Linked DNA regions of Mus musculus: all the other regions are linked to region 3. A link is a contact called in public Hi-C, HiChIP or PLAC-seq and promoter capture Hi-C data. All regions are on one chromosome and are shown on one strand. The core of a region is the stretch at or near the end of the contact, and the rest is flanking DNA. Distances in the headings are between cores, read along the strand shown.

What was found. Promoter capture Hi-C pulls out the DNA fragments that hold promoters and counts their contacts. Hi-C and Micro-C count contacts between places; a contact is called where the count stands out from the background. HiChIP or PLAC-seq counts read pairs in DNA pulled down with a chosen protein or histone mark.
Region 1: a contact with region 3 is called in a FOXA1 HiChIP or PLAC-seq map of pancreatic cancer cells. The contact joins the enhancer-like site here to the promoter of Tfpi in region 3. A contact is called at or near these places in 2 of 39 promoter capture datasets (both in liver) and 2 of 115 datasets of contacts at active chromatin or transcription factors (embryonic stem cells and pancreatic cancer cells).
Region 2: a contact with region 3 is called in a Hi-C map of embryonic stem cells, with 6 times the contacts expected there. The contact joins the promoter of Tnks1bp1 here to the promoter of Tfpi in region 3. A contact is called at or near these places in 3 of 39 promoter capture datasets (cranial neural crest, neural stem cells and pre-B cells), 4 of 484 Hi-C or Micro-C datasets (CD8 T cells, Th1 cells, embryonic stem cells and 1 more), 3 of 115 datasets of contacts at active chromatin or transcription factors (embryonic stem cells and thymic regulatory T cells) and 2 of 9 other capture datasets (adipose tissue and liver).
Region 4: a promoter capture Hi-C map of pre-B cells shows a contact between it and region 3, with 5 times the contacts expected there. The contact joins the promoter of Fam171b here to the promoter of Tfpi in region 3. A contact is called at or near these places in 12 of 39 promoter capture datasets (the C10 cell line, the SN4741 cell line, cranial neural crest and 7 more), 1 of 115 datasets of contacts at active chromatin or transcription factors (embryonic stem cells) and 1 of 9 other capture datasets (liver).

Annotation. Positions count from the first base shown.
Region 1 is chr2:83,708,509-83,712,299 of GRCm38.p6, forward strand. No RefSeq gene overlaps it. Among named protein-coding and RNA genes, the nearest start is that of Itgav, 14 kb to the right of the region's middle. Within about 2 kb of position 1,738, at least 60 of the 459 cell types and tissues checked have an H3K27ac peak or open chromatin away from gene starts, as enhancers often do. A contact at or near this core is called in embryonic stem cells, liver and pancreatic cancer cells, where this site is marked.
Region 2 is chr2:85,048,324-85,052,045 of GRCm38.p6, forward strand. It overlaps Tnks1bp1 (tankyrase 1 binding protein 1), which reads left to right and starts at 2,137. Exons shown (of 12, transcript NM_001081260.2): 1 at 2,137-2,237; 2 at 2,538-2,650; 3 at 3,602-3,722. The coding sequence starts at 2,557.
Region 3 is chr2:84,472,219-84,475,966 of GRCm38.p6, forward strand. Tfpi (tissue factor pathway inhibitor) reads right to left here and starts at 1,956. Exons shown (of 9, transcript NM_011576.1): 1 at 1,725-1,956; 2 at 1,481-1,581.
Region 4 is chr2:83,810,889-83,814,887 of GRCm38.p6, forward strand. Fam171b (family with sequence similarity 171, member B) reads left to right here and starts at 1,724. Exons shown (of 8, transcript NM_175514.3): 1 at 1,724-2,089. The coding sequence starts at 1,861.

The DNA.
Region 1 (3,791 bases), core at 488-2,987, 760 kb before region 3:
CCTCCTCTAGTTAGCGCTCTTCTCCTTAACCGTTCTTCCATCCCTAACAGTCAATTTATAGATTTTTTTTTTAATTCTAACTTGAACAAGAACAGAGCCGCAGAAAGAGTTTGATCAGTCGCATTGACCAGTTGGCAATGACTGAGTCCCAGAAGCACTGTTACCTTCAGCCACACCTAGATTGCAGAGTTTGGGTTGTAAACTATTTTTATTTTATGTTTATGAGTGCTTTACTTGAATGTACATTTGTTCACTATGTGTGTGACTGAGACCCGCAGAAGCCAGAAGAGTTTGTTGGACCCCTGGAACTGGAGGTCCTGAGCCAGGATGTGGGTGCTGAGAACCAGGTCCTCTGCAAGAGACCTCTTAACCACTGAGCCAGCTCTCTAGCTCCTAGCATAGACTTTTCTTAAGAGGCTTGTCACAGTAAACATTATGTATAGATAGTGCATGCAAACATTAAACAGTAAGTGTGTATAGGTAGTGTGTATCTAGTTTTCCAGATCTATAAAGAGAGTTATGACAAGTATGTTGTTTTACCTGTCTTACTGTCTTGTGTTGTTCCACACCTACTAGGTTTTCCCTCATAGAACCTCAGGGTAGTTATCCTCTCAAGTCCTGCTCTCCACACTATGTCCCATTAGAGCTCACAGATAAAATACTCTAAATGTTAGTGGACGCCTGGAGGAATAAGATGTGGGCGTCCCGTGGTTGATGCCCTGTGGTTCCATGTAATCCAGGAAACCTGCTTACAGCACAGATTGTGTCTTCCCTCCTAATGTTCCAGAGCTTTCATGAACACATTTTAAAGTGGGGCCATGTTAGGGTTTGAATAGCCTCCCTTAGCTATGCCCTTTCAGTGCACTGAATATCCTGATTTAACTGTTTTTGTCTGGCTTCCAGAACCTGGAAAATGTAAAAAGTCCTAAAATTGGACTGTCTGAGTACTCCAGCCAATGGCACGAGGGACTCATGCCTCTCAGCAACTGTGGAAAAGGACTTTGCAGATCAAGTCACTCAACAAGAAAGGCAGCTGGGCCAGTGCAGTGACCAGTAGTAATTAATTGTATTTTGTCTCTAGTGTGAAAACGCAGTAGGACTGCAGTATCCTCTAAGCCAAGCTAGTTTCTCTGAATGATGTAAAGGAAATGAAAGCCTTGCTTTTGGAAAACAAAACAAAACCAAGTTGTAATAGTAACTAACACCAAGACATTCTCCCCCATCTCTCTGTCCCCCTCCCCAAGGCAACCTCCCTGGCCTCAGACCTTGGGACCAGTGAACTCTCCGGAGAGCTGTTTCCCAATAAACCTGCCTTTGTATACTTTAATTTTGCTTGAATTGGCTCATTTCACCAGCAGAGAAATAACCTATAAACCACCAGCCGCAGGACCAGTTACCAAGTCTTTCTTGGAAACAACCGTAAGAAGTCTGCAAGTGCAGGGTCAAAGGTGACTCAGAAGAGGTGACTGGCAAATCGTTTTGAGAGCGCTTAACTGTGTGTCCTTCTCTTGGTATCCCTTTCAGAAAATGTTTGCCCCATGGTATGTGAGGGCAAAATCAGTTTGAGATCTGTTTTTCCTACAAAGTCAGCCAGCTGAAACTGTGAGTGTGCCCGTGCCCTCTACCTCTAAGCACTGGTAATCTGCTCTTCCTTCCATGAAAGGCTCATAAGCATGTTCTTAAAATAGCCCACACGGCGAACAGCAGGGCAGTGTACAATGTCGTAGTAAAACAGTAACTATGACTGTAAACCTGTCACTGTTCCGAAATGCATTGAACCTTACAACTTCATAGCAATACAAACAAGCCTAATACCAGCCGTATTTCTTAAGTGAAGCTAGGACTCAGCGGGGAGGAATTTGACCAGGTCCCCTTGGTATACATAATAAAAAACCGGATGTGACTGAAACCAAGAGGTCAAATGAGAGGTTGAATAATGAGAGTAGCTAAGCTCCTGTCTATCTGAATTGAGTGTGGCTTTTGCCATGCTCTATACTGTAAAGTCTACTGCATAGATGTTTGCCGATAACGACCAGGCCATAAAGGATCCTACATTTAAGTATTAGCAGTGGGAAACGCATTAACTGTAGTTTTGTTCAGAAGGAACCAGTAGCTAAAGAGGTCTCTTTCTTTCTTTTTTGTAACTTGACTCGAAAGCTTTACATTAAATAACAATGAATCACTGAAGAATGGGATTTTCTGCCAGTCTTTCTGATTACTTAAAAAAGTTAAACACAGCCGGGTGTGGTGGCACACGCCTTTAATCCCAGCATTTGGGAGGCAGAGGCAGGCGGGTTTCTGAGTTCGAGGCCAGCCTGGTCTACAGAGTGAGTTCCAGGACAGCCAGAGCTACACAGAGAAGCCCTGTCTTGAAAAAAAATAAAGTTAAACACAGATCCGTACTCATTGATGGTGCTATCTCTACCCACATTTACTAATCTTCAGCAAAGAATGGCGGGCTTTAGGTATCTGAGTTGCATTTCTGTTACTGGGTTAAACCATGACCAAAAGCAATTTGAGGAGGAAGTGCTTTTAGTTCACAGGTTGGTTATGTGGGAACTCAAGACAGAAAAGCTGGAGCAGGAAATGAAGCAGAGACCAGTGAGAAAGGCAGCTTACTGGCTTGCTTTCTTCTGACATGCTCAGTCATTTCTTAGAAAACCCAGGACTACCTTCCAAGGAACTGCACCCCCCCCCCCATGGTGGACTTAAATCCTTCATTTTGGTCATTAAAGAAGAACCCTCCCCCCCCGGAACTGCACCCCCCCCCCATGGTGGACTTAAATCCTTCATTTTGGTCATTAAAGAAGAACCCCCCCCCCCCCCCCCCCCGAGCGGTGCCTGCTGGTCAGTCTGCTGGAGGCAATTCCTCAATTGAGATTCCTTGCTCTCAGGTGACTGTAACATGTGACAAGCTGACACTTAAATCAACCATCACAGCAGGAAAACAACTTCCGTGACTTTATTCCATACTCATTTCCAAGTTTACTTTGCTGCTTCGGCTACTTATTTAGGGATATGCAACCTCTTTCAATAATATTTATATACTTTTTTAAAAAGGCTTGGTAGAACTGATAAGCTGATATATCAATAATCACATCAGTAGCAAACACCAGACCAACACCTAAAAGAGATAAAAGATTACATTAAACAGTTTATTCTAGACTGCTATTTAGCCTGTGATTCTACACTCAATTTCCCTTCAAAGATCTATAGATCATCTCTTAGGACACACTAAGACAATAAGACCACCTTTGAGTGCCTGTTCTCTGAGCAATTAAGTTTATCTATTTGCATCCATTTATGTATTCACCTTTATTCTGAGTGATTATTGAGTGTACTAGCTTTATATAAGTGACTATAGTTTCTAGAAGCAGAGAGTAAATATTTTGTAAAGTCTGCATTATATAGGAAAAAGCCTCTGGGGGCGAGGAAGCTGAAGGGTAGTGTCTTAGTCAGGGTTTCTATTCCTGGACAAAGCATCATGACCTAGAAGCAAGTTGGGGAGGAAAGGGTTTATTCAGCTTATACTTCCATACTGCTGTTCATCACCAAGGAAGTCAGGACTGGAACTCAAGCAGGTCAGGAAGCAGGAGCTGATGCAGAGACCATGGAGGGATGTTCCTTACTGGCTTGCTTCCCCTGGCTTGCTTAGCCTGCTCTCTTATAGAACCAAGACTACCAGCCCAGAGATGGTCCCACCCACAAGGGGCCTTTCCCTCTTGATCACTAATTGAGAAAATGCCTTACAGCTGGATCTCATGGAGGCATTTTCTCAAGGCATTTTCCCA
Region 2 (3,722 bases), core at 887-3,386, 580 kb after region 3:
AAGGCGTCCGTGCAGTGAGCCAGAAGAAAGCGGGGAGAGGCGAGGGTGGGGCGGGGCCGGGGGCGGGCGGAGCTGCTCGAGGGACCCCCTCCTTGCCCTCACCGGCCCCCTTCCCTAGCTCCCACGGCACGCCCCCATCCACGCTAGGCCGCCCCCACCGAGTCCTCGTCGTCAGTCCTCCGTCTGTTCCTTCGAGGGCTGCTTGGCATCTCGCTCAGTCTTCCGCTGCTGCCGCCCCCTCCTTCTCCACCCTCGTCTGCTCCTCCTCTTCGGCTAGCCGCTCGGTGTCCGTAAGCTCCCCACGGAGGCCCTCCAAACAGCCCCTTGCCCTGGGCTGTTCCATCTTCCTGTTGGCCCCCCTCTTCCAACACTTAGCCCTCCTGATCGCACTAGCTGAACATCCAGTGGTAGACCTTTAGGGACGACCCTGCTTGCCCTCAGGCCCTTCTGAGTGTCTGTCCAGGGCTGGGGCTACATAGCTCCTTTCCATTCTTTGGGGGCAGCCTCTACTCCCAGGGCTGCCTGATTTCCCTAGACCACTAAGAGTGGGGAGTTCTTGAGGTACTGCGATTCTGCAGCTTATGGACATGGCCTTGGTTACCTGGGGCTCCTGGCTGGGGCCTGTGTACTGTAACCGCCTCCCCTGTTGGGGACTCGGAGCCTGTTTTCATCTCTGCAGCTCTTTCTAACCTCAGAGGTGTCCATCAAGCCCCTATCTCAACCGCAGGTGAGAGGGTTTTTCTGTTTTGGACTAGTTTTTCTCCATTTCTAACCACCTTCACCATATCCCTTGTAATAATGTTCAAGGACAAGCAAGCAATCTTGTATATATTTTTAATTTAATTTAATTTTTCTGTCATCTCTCCGCCTTCAAGCGTTATTCACCCACATACAAGGAAAACAGCCCCTGGTAGTTGGCTGATCAGCCTTTTGACATTGACGGAGTTACTGTCTGTACCCTCTTTAAATAAGCTGGGACAGGGTCAAGCGGATGGGGACATCTTTTGCAAAGGCTGGGCACCACAGGTCTCTTAGAATTGAGAACTGTCTTCTCAGAGCAGCTGGAGTGGGAGGGGAGCCTTGAGGTTGGAGAGGGTTGGGTTGCCCTCCAGGGCTCTGTGCATTCCATGTGTTTGGCATGTCTCCCTTGCTCTTGAACCAGAGGAGCAGTGTTCACTAGTCACCACCAGAGCCGGAGGGGGGGCTTGAGAGTGGGAGGGTGCTTCAGCAGCCAGGGTGGGAACTGAGGGGGTGGAAGGCCTGAAGAATTTGAGGTGGGGGGGACATGAAGGAATGGTCTAGAGACGCAGCCTACGGTAGGGGGAGAGGTAGGTAGAGGTGGTTACCAAGGATGCTAGTTAGCTCATGGGAGACACTGAATGGAGTCACATTAATAATGGCCAACTGTTACTTACCACTTCCAGGCTTGGTATTTTGCATGCATTGTTTGACTTGAAACTCATTTAATACTTTTTTTTTTTTTTAAGCAGTATGCCTTAGACTAGTCGCACAGCTCTGAAGTGACAGACCCATTTAGTTGTTAGATCTTACAATATCAGCTCCAGAGGCTCCTGGCACAGGCTACTACCATGTGGCTATCATCTGGTTTAGTTTCTTCTGACCCCTCAAAACTCCTTTAGGGTGCACACCCATTCCTATGTCACAGGCTTTTGCAGGTCCCTCCCTGACTGTCCTGGAAGGGGCAACCCCAGGGAGTTTTCCTCTCAGTTACACCCCCCACCCCACAAGCAATCAAGCCCAGTCTGTCCTCCCTGCCCATCCTGGGCCGGCTCCTCCTTCCCCTTGGCTAGGCCCTGGAAATCCAGTGGGAGGCCATTGCTATGGTAACAGGACTAGGCCCTGGCTTTACCTCATCAAATTCCAAGCTGAAGCCAAAACGATTGAGAAATTAAAGGGAAAAAAATGTATTCCAGATGCTTACTTTTTATTTCTTATGTCCCTGTGTTTGGATGAGACAGCTCTTGAGTGCTGGAGGGGGGCAGGGATGTGAAAGGAGAATGGGGGGGGGGTAGGGAGCCACTCCCAGCCGTGGAGGGAGGGAGGAGAATGGGAAGAGGGGGGCCGGCTGTGGGGCGGAGCCCCAGGTTGGGGAGGAGCGGGTTTTTCCCGTCCCATGAGGTGATTCCAGAGACTTGAGAGTTTCTGGCCTTCTTGCTCCGCTCAGAGTGGACACCTCTAGTGGGGCTCCCTGACCCGAGAGGGTTGCCTCAGGAGCTGTAAGTAGGGTATCACAGGACGGATCCTGGGGGTGGTGTGGGTGGAGGTGGCTCCCTCCTGTGCTGGATCACTGAGGTTCAGAGCCAAGGGTTGGAGAGTCGTGTCAAGAGTTGAGGATGTGGCTGTGGGAACCTTCCCGGCCTCCCCCTGGAGTTCGCTCTTCCTGTCCCACACTGCCTGGGTTAGAAATAGACTTCCTTGGCTAAGCCTGTTGCCTTTCTCAGCTTTCCCTTCTCCACCTCTCCCTTCCCTGGGTCTTCAGTCACTTCGGCCGGCTCACACTGCTTCCTATTTCTCAGGCAGGGTGTGCCCTATGTGATGAAAGGATCCACTCTCAGGGAAGGCACAGCCATGGCTTCCCCACTGCCCCAGGATATGGAGGAGGAGCTGGCGCCTGTTGGCTCCGAGCCAGGTACCAATGGGTGCTGGGTGCAGGGTGGGGCCGTTGGCTGGGAGGAGGGCCGGGGGTGGGGTGGAGGCTGCACCCCTCTTCCGTCCCGGCAGGTAGCTGGAGTGACAGTGGAGGTGAGAGGCAGTGAGTCTGAAATGAGTGCTCACGGGCCTTGGCATCTGGTGGGAGTGAGGTAGAGCCCCAGCCGGTATGGAAGCAGAGCCTTTGAGACAACTCCAGGGAGCCTTGGAGGAGGAGACACTGAGGCACAGAAGGAGAATGGAGTGCCCTTCTTTCTCCCTGTCTAGACTTTTTAAATGCTTAGCTGAATGAGTGGGTGATACAAGATTCTATTATAGAAGGTTGTGGCCGTGAGTAATTCCCAAGGTCTTTTATTTGGCATTACAATGCCTTATATAGAAGGTGGATTTCTGCCCTTGTTTTTTTTTTTTTTTTTTCCTTCTTCCTTCCTGTGGCAGATTTACTTCTGTTTGACATAGGTCAATAGAAAGCTTGCATTCCTGATAATGAACTGGATGACTGAGGTGGCAAGAGGAAGAGGTGCAGCAGGGTGTACAAGGGGAGCTCAGCTAGGGTCAAAACTTCACTATGGAAATGTGGTGTAAAGAAATAGGGCTCCATCGGGTTCCCAGGCTGACAGTATGGTGAGGCCAGGCAAGTGGGTATGCTTATCTGCTCCATTCATTCATTCGATAGGAACCTGTGTTAGGAGCAAAATAGGATGCTAGAGGGATAAGGGGTCAAAGCCCACGTTGTAGGAGTTTGGAGAAGGTAGGCTATATAATGGGATGTGAAAAACCAAGGAAGCCTTCCTGGAACAGGCGGTACTGACTTGCACCTAGAACGATGGGTTCCAAGGTTGGAGTGTGGAAGATTCGGTGCAGCAGGAGTCACAAGAATTTATGTCTCATGGTTCTTCTGACAGTTCCTAATGAATCCTTCCTTCCGAAGGTGACCCACGAGCCAAGCCCCCTGTCAAGCCCAAACCCCGGGGCTTGCCCAGCAAGCCAGCTCTGCCTGCCAAACCCAGCCTCCTGGTGCCTGTTGGGCCTCGCCCTCCTCGGGGTCCCCT
Region 3 (3,748 bases), core at 706-3,205:
CAGAGATCTGGCCACACCCAGTTGATTTTTTTTTTTCTTTTTTGGTTTTCCAAGACAGGATTTCTCTGTATACCTCTGGCTGGCTGTCCTGGAACTCACTCTGTAGACCAGGTCTGACTCGAACTCAGAAATCAGCCTGCCTCTGCCTCCCAAGTGCTGGGATTAAAGGCGTGTGCCACCACTGCCCAGCTGATCATATTTTTAAAGACTCCCCTGCTCAAAAATTAAGTATGGGGAGCAATGAAATAAACCATTTTGGACCCGAAGAATGAATATTAGAACATGAAGCAGTTTTAAAACAAACCAGAAATGAAAGCACACAAACACATGGCTCCTGGCTCTGGTTCATCATCTTCCTGAGAGACTGACCAATCCAATAGTGAATCTTGGCCTTAGTTTGACTTGGTCTTGACTTTAGTTACAGAGGGTGTAATTTTCTGGAGAATTGCTCAATATAAAATTCCCTGATGTCATAATATGTCCATATTTGAAACTGTGGCCATTTTAAGGATTATTTTTTTTTCTTTTAGGTACAAAGTAGTTGACAGAAATGGTTTTATAAAATAAATAAGGCTCCTCTTGGAATAAAGATGCTAAACTCTTTAGATCATGTGGCTCTAACCACTTATTCATAATATAAAAAGTAAAAGTGGACCGGGCGGTGGTGGCCGCACACCTTTAATCCCAGCACTTGGGGAGGCAGAGGCAGGCGGATCTCTGAGTTCGAGGCCAGCCTGGGTCTACAGATCGAGTTCCAGGACAGCCAGGGCTATACAGAGAGAAACCCTGTTTCAAAAAACAAAAGCAAAACACAAACAAAGTAAAAATGGAAATCACTTCATGGGGAAAAAAAAAAAAGAGAATACTCTTAAGTTGCGACAAAATAGCATGGACAAATTGAGATGTTAAAAACGATTAAAAAACTTTTATCGACAGTGTGGTTATTCAATGTGTACTGCTAGAGAAGAGGACATTCATAAGTATCTGAAATATTCTGGCATATTTTATAGTTAAACCAAGACTTAGAAGACTTAGAAACCAATCCGGGGGTGGGAGGGCATATCTGGACCACAACTTCATTTCTTATCGGTGGCTAGTCTCACTGTAGACCAGGCTGACTGAAACTTACAGACCCACCTCACTCTGCCTCAGAGGGCTAGGATTACAGGAGTGCCCCTGCATCTGGCCTTTCTTCTCAGTTTGAGGTTGTGATGAGAGCAAGGGATAACAACTAGTGAGGGTGGGCAGGCACCATAAAAGGGCATTTGTCAGAATGCCCCCGCAGGGCACCAAGAGTGCCAACGCAGAAGTCTGCTTCCTGCTTCTGTGCCATCTCCCGAATGAGCACCTCTGCCCAGAAGCGACGGTGACATCGTGACTGACACTGAGCAATGCACCTGGACACCTTGTAGTTGGGCCAACTGGACTGGCCAGCACACCTCCACCGCACCACCACCACCATCTCCCTTGGGTTTCTTACCTTGATGAGTCAGTAGTCCTTAAATGAGATCTGGAGATGAGGTCCCAAAATTATACCGTCTTCAGAAGAAATCCGGAGACAGGTCCCGAAAGTGATACAGTCTAAAAATAATAGTTTAGAGGGTCTTAATTGGGTTCCGTTTCTCTGGCAGTTAAAGAAATTAAAGGCAGGAAATTTCAGAAGAGCAATAGAGAGAAGTAGGAGTTAAAGGCAAGCATCTACTTAGGGTGGGGAACACACTCACGCGTCAGACACACGGAGAAAAAGATTCTCTGTAAAGGTTGCTCGGGAAGCCGAAAACCCCAGTCTCTTCTCTCGAGTCCTGAGGTTTTAAAGCATTCGAAGAGTCTTCCTCCCCCACTTCAGGGTTGGTCAGTTTGCCGTTGATTGGTCCGAAACTATGAAACTGTGAAACTATGTGTGACATGTCCTCATCAGGTCTTGACCTTGTTGAGCCAGTCCCTCAGTAAGGATTCTCCCCTGGAAGCTTTTGTGTCAAAGTCAATAGGTGAGGAAGCTAGCCATTATCTAGCCACGGCCCTCTCCCTATCTGGTGCCTACCAGGAAGTCTGTCAAACTTTTACCCTAATAGACAACAATACCCAGCTTCTGGTAACAGGAAAGAAGATGGGCGGCCACAGACTTCACCTGGAGCAAAGCACTGCCCCAGGCTCACCCGAGGCCTGGGTCCTGCCCAAACTGTGGACACTGTGGGATCCTATTCTGCCCTACTCTGCCTCTCTAAGGTAGTTTTCCCAAGTTCCACGGGAAAATCTCTTAGACCGTCTGGGTCTGGTGGCTGAGGGCTGATTGCTGCCCACTGTGGTTAACTGAAGACTTAACGCTGCCCTGTGTGTGTGGCTGCAAAACTCGGTTCACCTCTGCTCACAACAGATCACCATACTGACTGTTCAGGTGGCAGTTAAATCTGTCATTCTTAATTGGCCCAGAGGCCATTTGGTCTATACTTCCTGCTCAAATTTACCCTCAGACCTCTGGGGTGATGTTGACTGCGTGTTTTATCAGATTGGGAGCAGCAATCTGATAAATCTTAGCCTCTCACCTCAGGGACACAGCTGCTTAGTCAGACCGTTTCCTAAGGCCTTGCCTTCTCAGGGACACAGCTGCTTAGTCAGACCGTTTCCTAAGGCCTTGCCTTTTCCAGAGCTCAGGTCTCCAGCTGAGACAGGCAAGCTCACAGACACGTTTGCCTCGCTGACAGGCTTCCTGCTGAGAAAGATAAACTCACAAAAACAGATTTCAGTGTGAGAGCAAACTCAAGCCATCGTGTTGTTACTCAAAACTTGCTCTCTGCTGTTCCTTTATTCAAAAGAGCTTACTTTTTTGTGACTTTGTTCACTAATCAAACACCTATGCCTCAAAGTATTAGAGTTTTCCAGATTTTAAAAAAAAAAAAAAAGTTTAAAGTTTATGCAACTTGCCAAGGTCTGAGGAAGGGATTCAAAGTATGTGAAAATGATTTAAGGTGCGTGAAAAATGAGACTTTCAAGATGGTATACGATGTGAAGACTTCAGGGTTCACTCAGTGGAGTTCTGATGAATCTAGCCCTGGTAAAACACTGGCTACTAAACTTTTTAAAAACATCATAGTCACAGGCCCAAAATTGTTAATTTTCTTTAGTTGTTTTCTAAATAAAGGCACTTATCATTGTGAAAAAAACACCTCTGTTCTTTTGTTCTCTTCCCTGACAAGAAATCTCTGTCTTATTACAGATAAATAAATGTTCATGCTCCTATTATGCTAATAACTTTTCAAGCTTTGTTTTGCTAAGGCTCAAAGGTCTATTCCAACTGTTTACAGATTTTTGTTAACTGCTTTGCTACAATGAGTACTTCCTTGCAGAACACAGACAGTGGTCATTCTATCTAAACCTTTAACCTCTTTTTATATGCTTAAAACAGTTCATGCAAACTTCAGGGCTTCCATCTGTCATTGCTCAGAAGATCCCTTGCCACTGGTAAGCCAATGTAATTGTTCTTTGTCTCTCTCTTTAGGTTCACTCAGCAAACCAGACCCTGTCCCCCACCCCCACTCATACCCCCACCCCCACCTCCACATCCACACCCACCCCATCCCAGCCTGCAACTCTGGAATTCCAGCTTTCCTAGCCTGCCAGGACAACCCTCTCCACCTAAGAAGCAGCTACGGAAGAGAGACACTACATCACCCTTTATCATCAACAAAAGGCTGGAACTATTAGTTCTCTCAGCTGTCCAAATATACAGAAATGAGCTCAAGCTGGACCA
Region 4 (3,999 bases), core at 474-2,973, 660 kb before region 3:
TCGTGCACTCCAAATACAAAACACTCCAGTTTGTTAAAGCCGAGGCCCTTCAGTGTAGCTTTATCCTTTAATCAGTTCCGACAGCTGATCTTGATAATGTCATAAGCCACCTAAGATCTCAATCAGGCAACTGAGACCTCCAGTCAGACATAGCCTACCTCGTCACCATCAACTTCCATCAACCATCTATCTCTGCTGACTCCAACCTTAAATACCAATTTCCCCTGTCTTTCCTCTTGTTTTTAGGATCATGCATTTTGTCACTTCTCATTTTTTGTTATTTGATTTTGTTTTATCACAAATGTCTCAAATGTGTCCATCTCTCTTCCCTGCCTTCCCTTCTCCAATCTGTCTTTCATGCTGATAGCAAAGTGACCCTCAAAAAAGAAAATTAAAAGCATGGTTGGTAGGTATCTCTCTCCCAATCAACCTCCAGAATGGTCTTTAGTGTAGATTTCTGCTTGCTTATATAGCATCCAAGGTTGCTGCATTTGCCATCTGTGAGATGCCAGAACAGTGCCTCACACAGTAAGCACAAGTGTCTGCTAGTTATTTTTAAACAGTTTAATAGTCTGCACTCACTGTAGAAAAGGATAAGTCCTCTGGTAACTGCTTTCCCAGCTTAAACTTTCCCAATACATTATGCTTTTATGCCTCTCTCTCTCTCTCTCTCTCTCTCTCTCTCTCTCTCTCTCTCACACACACACACACACACACACACACACACACACAAACGCACTTCCAGTTTTTCGACGACTTGGTATCTACTATTTCTGTGTGAATTTTTATTTTGTGCAGACTACCTTCCCCGGTGTCTTTCACAGACTTTACTTAATTTCTTTCAACTCTGTGTAAGCTCTAAATGCCTGTACTGCTTCTTCAGTTGCAACCACCACTGTGGACTATATTTTGCTTATATATTTATTGCCTTGCCCTAACAGGCAGTAAGTATTTGGAACGAAGGGATTCTATTTTACTTATTCTAAGCTCCTGATTAAAACGCACAGAGAACTCCTAGTTTATTATTTGTTAAATAAGACTTTTATTTGTTTGTTTGATTGTTTGTTTGTCTTGAGACAGGGTCTTTCTCTATAGTCCCTGGCTGTCCTAGAACTCCCTATGTAGAACAAAGTTGGTCTCAAATTACTAATACTTGCCTGCCTCTACCTCCTGAGTGCTAAAAATTAAAGGTGTGAGCCACCATATCTAGCAAGACATTAAAAAACAAAACAAATTAAAAAACCCTCCAAACACATGGAAAGTATAGGTTACAAATAGAAAAGGTGTAATTAGGAATAATTTATGATGAAGAAAGAAATTCTCATTTAAGCAGAAAAAAAAAAAAAAAAAGCCTGGAGAATATCAGTTTATCTTGTAAGTGGGCCAAGGGACAGCAGAGACTATTCCGTTAAAGGAACCTGGCTTTTGAACCACAGTTGTCTGATTGCTTTAGAAGGAAATTAATGTGCCACCTTTTTCTACCTCGGTGTCTAGTGGAAGGAATTTTATTCCACTCTACATTTTCCTGCTGCCTCGGTAAAGATTAAGGGCCAGAAACTCTTTCCTGTTAATCTCCGCCTAGCTAAACGCCTGGGCACCAGCATCACCTTGCAGAGCACTTGCTGGGTAGCCACAGGGCCCAGGCCCCCGCTCGCCCCTCCCGGCGGTCACGTGCGCGAGGATGCGAAAGCGGGCTCGCCATCCTCTTGCCGGCCCGCTCCTCCTCCTCCTGCCGAGGCTGTGCACCGCAGACGGCGCGAGGGGGAGCGAGCGAGCGGGCGCGGCCGGGTTCCGCAGCCCTGGCGCCCGCCGCCTCCCGCAGCCCCGCAATATGCCTCCGTGGCTCCCTGGCTCTTCGCCATGGCGAGGCTCTGCCGTCGCGTCCCCTGCGCCCTGCTCCTCGGCCTGGCCGCTGTGCTGCTGAAGGCGCGGCTGGTCCCCGCGGCCGCTAGAGCCGAACTCAGTCGCTCCGACCTCAGCCTCATCCAGCAGCAGCAGCAGCAGCAGCTGCAAGAGCAAAAGCAGCGGGAGGAGGCAGAGGAGGGGAGGCCGGAGGTGCCTGGGGCATCCTCTACTTTGGTGGCTCCAGGTACGTCTCGGTAGCCCAGCCCTGCTTTACTTCTTCTGTGCCAGCGATCGCATCAGGCTTCCCGGGATTCTTAGCTCCTTTCTCGTCTCCGCTTAGCCTATCTTTGCTGGTCTCAATTCCTTCGCGTCTTCCCAGGTTGCCCGTTCGGCCTTTAGCTCTTTGCTCGGGTGGGAAATCTTTCCCGCAGAGCACTGCAGTGGGCTTCAGAAGGGTCGGGGGCTGGGGGTGGGGTGGGGGTGGACGGTAAGGATGGTCAAGATGGGTGCCTGTTTCCACTATTCCACTAATCTTATTTTCCCTCTTCTTTCTACACACACACACACACACACACACACACACACACACACACACACACATACACACACACACACACACACACACACGCTCTCAAATCCCTTTAGCATTCTCTTCTCTATCCTCTCCTAGATACTGAGCAAACCGTCTTGCCATGTACACCCACACAGCGTTTGCACTGTTTCTCCCTGCCTGCTGTATTTAAATTTAGAACCGGGGAAGTGGGGGGGGGGGCGGGATCTCTATTTCTTTATATTTCTCTTCTTACCCCAGGAAAGATCCAAGGCGGCTTGCAAAAACAGGGAAAAAATGCATTTGCTACAATAAGATGAAAGAAAAAAAAATGAAACAGGAGTTTGTAGTTGAAGGAAGGGATGTGGGAGGGAGACAGGTAGCTTGGAGTGGTGTTTGGGTAGCATAACCAGCCCCTCCCCCTGAGGGGAATCTCCTTGTAGTGGAACTTAAATGAGCCATCTCTTGACTCATTCGGTAAAGGGTGATGAGATACGGGTGTAATTTATATGACCATCACAGTCCTCTATTTTCTGTTTCCCTCTCCCTCAGGTAAAGCTCTCCGAAGAGCAAAGAGCTGGGTTATCCGTTTAAATAGCTTTTACCCAGCCCACAATCCACTTAGTTACCTTTTACATTTTAAATTCTGTCTGGGCTTTGGGGGAAAAAAGGGGGGGGCTTTTTAAAAAATGAAAACAAAACACAACAACAACAACAAAACCCCACCAATTTTCTGGGTAGTGGGCTGAGGTTTCACAAACCCTAGATGAGTGAGTGTTATAACACTGATATTTTTGTTTTAAAATCTGCCTAGCAGCATTATAGAAGATGCTAAAAATGAAATTCTGTAGAGTGGAATCAGCGTCTTAGATTATCTTGCTTGCTCATCATCGGAGAGCAGTTCGGAGGCATGCCAGCTGTGATTCATGACACAGCCGGGATGATTTAATTTCTTGGAGTGCTTTGAGCATGGGATGAAATCACCAAAGTGCACAGGGGAAGGCATGCATTTCTGACACCCCCCCTACCCCCTTAAACCGATTAATAGCACTCAAAGGTGGTTACAATGGAAAGGTATGCAGTTCTTTGGTTCTTACTGGGTTTTTAGTACCCGGAAGTGTTAGTGCCGTGGAGTGCATGAGGCTTATGTTAAAGCTGGAGATTGTGTTTTCATAGCAAGAGTGATTTCTTGCATGATCAGTGTAATGGGAGTCTGGGAGAGTGTGGGTGAGTTTCATGGTTTCTGATATATTTTGTCTTACAGGAGCGAAATGGGTTTGGTTACCACGGCATTATGAGTTCTCCTGGGCATTATGAATAACTGCAATAATGTGAAACTTTTGTATTTAGGATGAAAGTGAAACTATGTCTTTTCTGTAATTTGGGAGGGATGTTTGGATGTTTGGATGATTACTTCGGAAGCCATCAGTTCCTGTTTGATTTAGGTTAATGGAGGTAAAGGATGTGCTGCCCAGCAGTTTACACTAAGGTCTGAAGAGCAGCTTGGCTGCTGTGTCTTTCTCAAACACTCTAACCCCCCACCCGGAGGCAAATGAGAACAACTGAGTAGAGTGCAGCCAGTTACTGGGATGGTGTGTTAACCA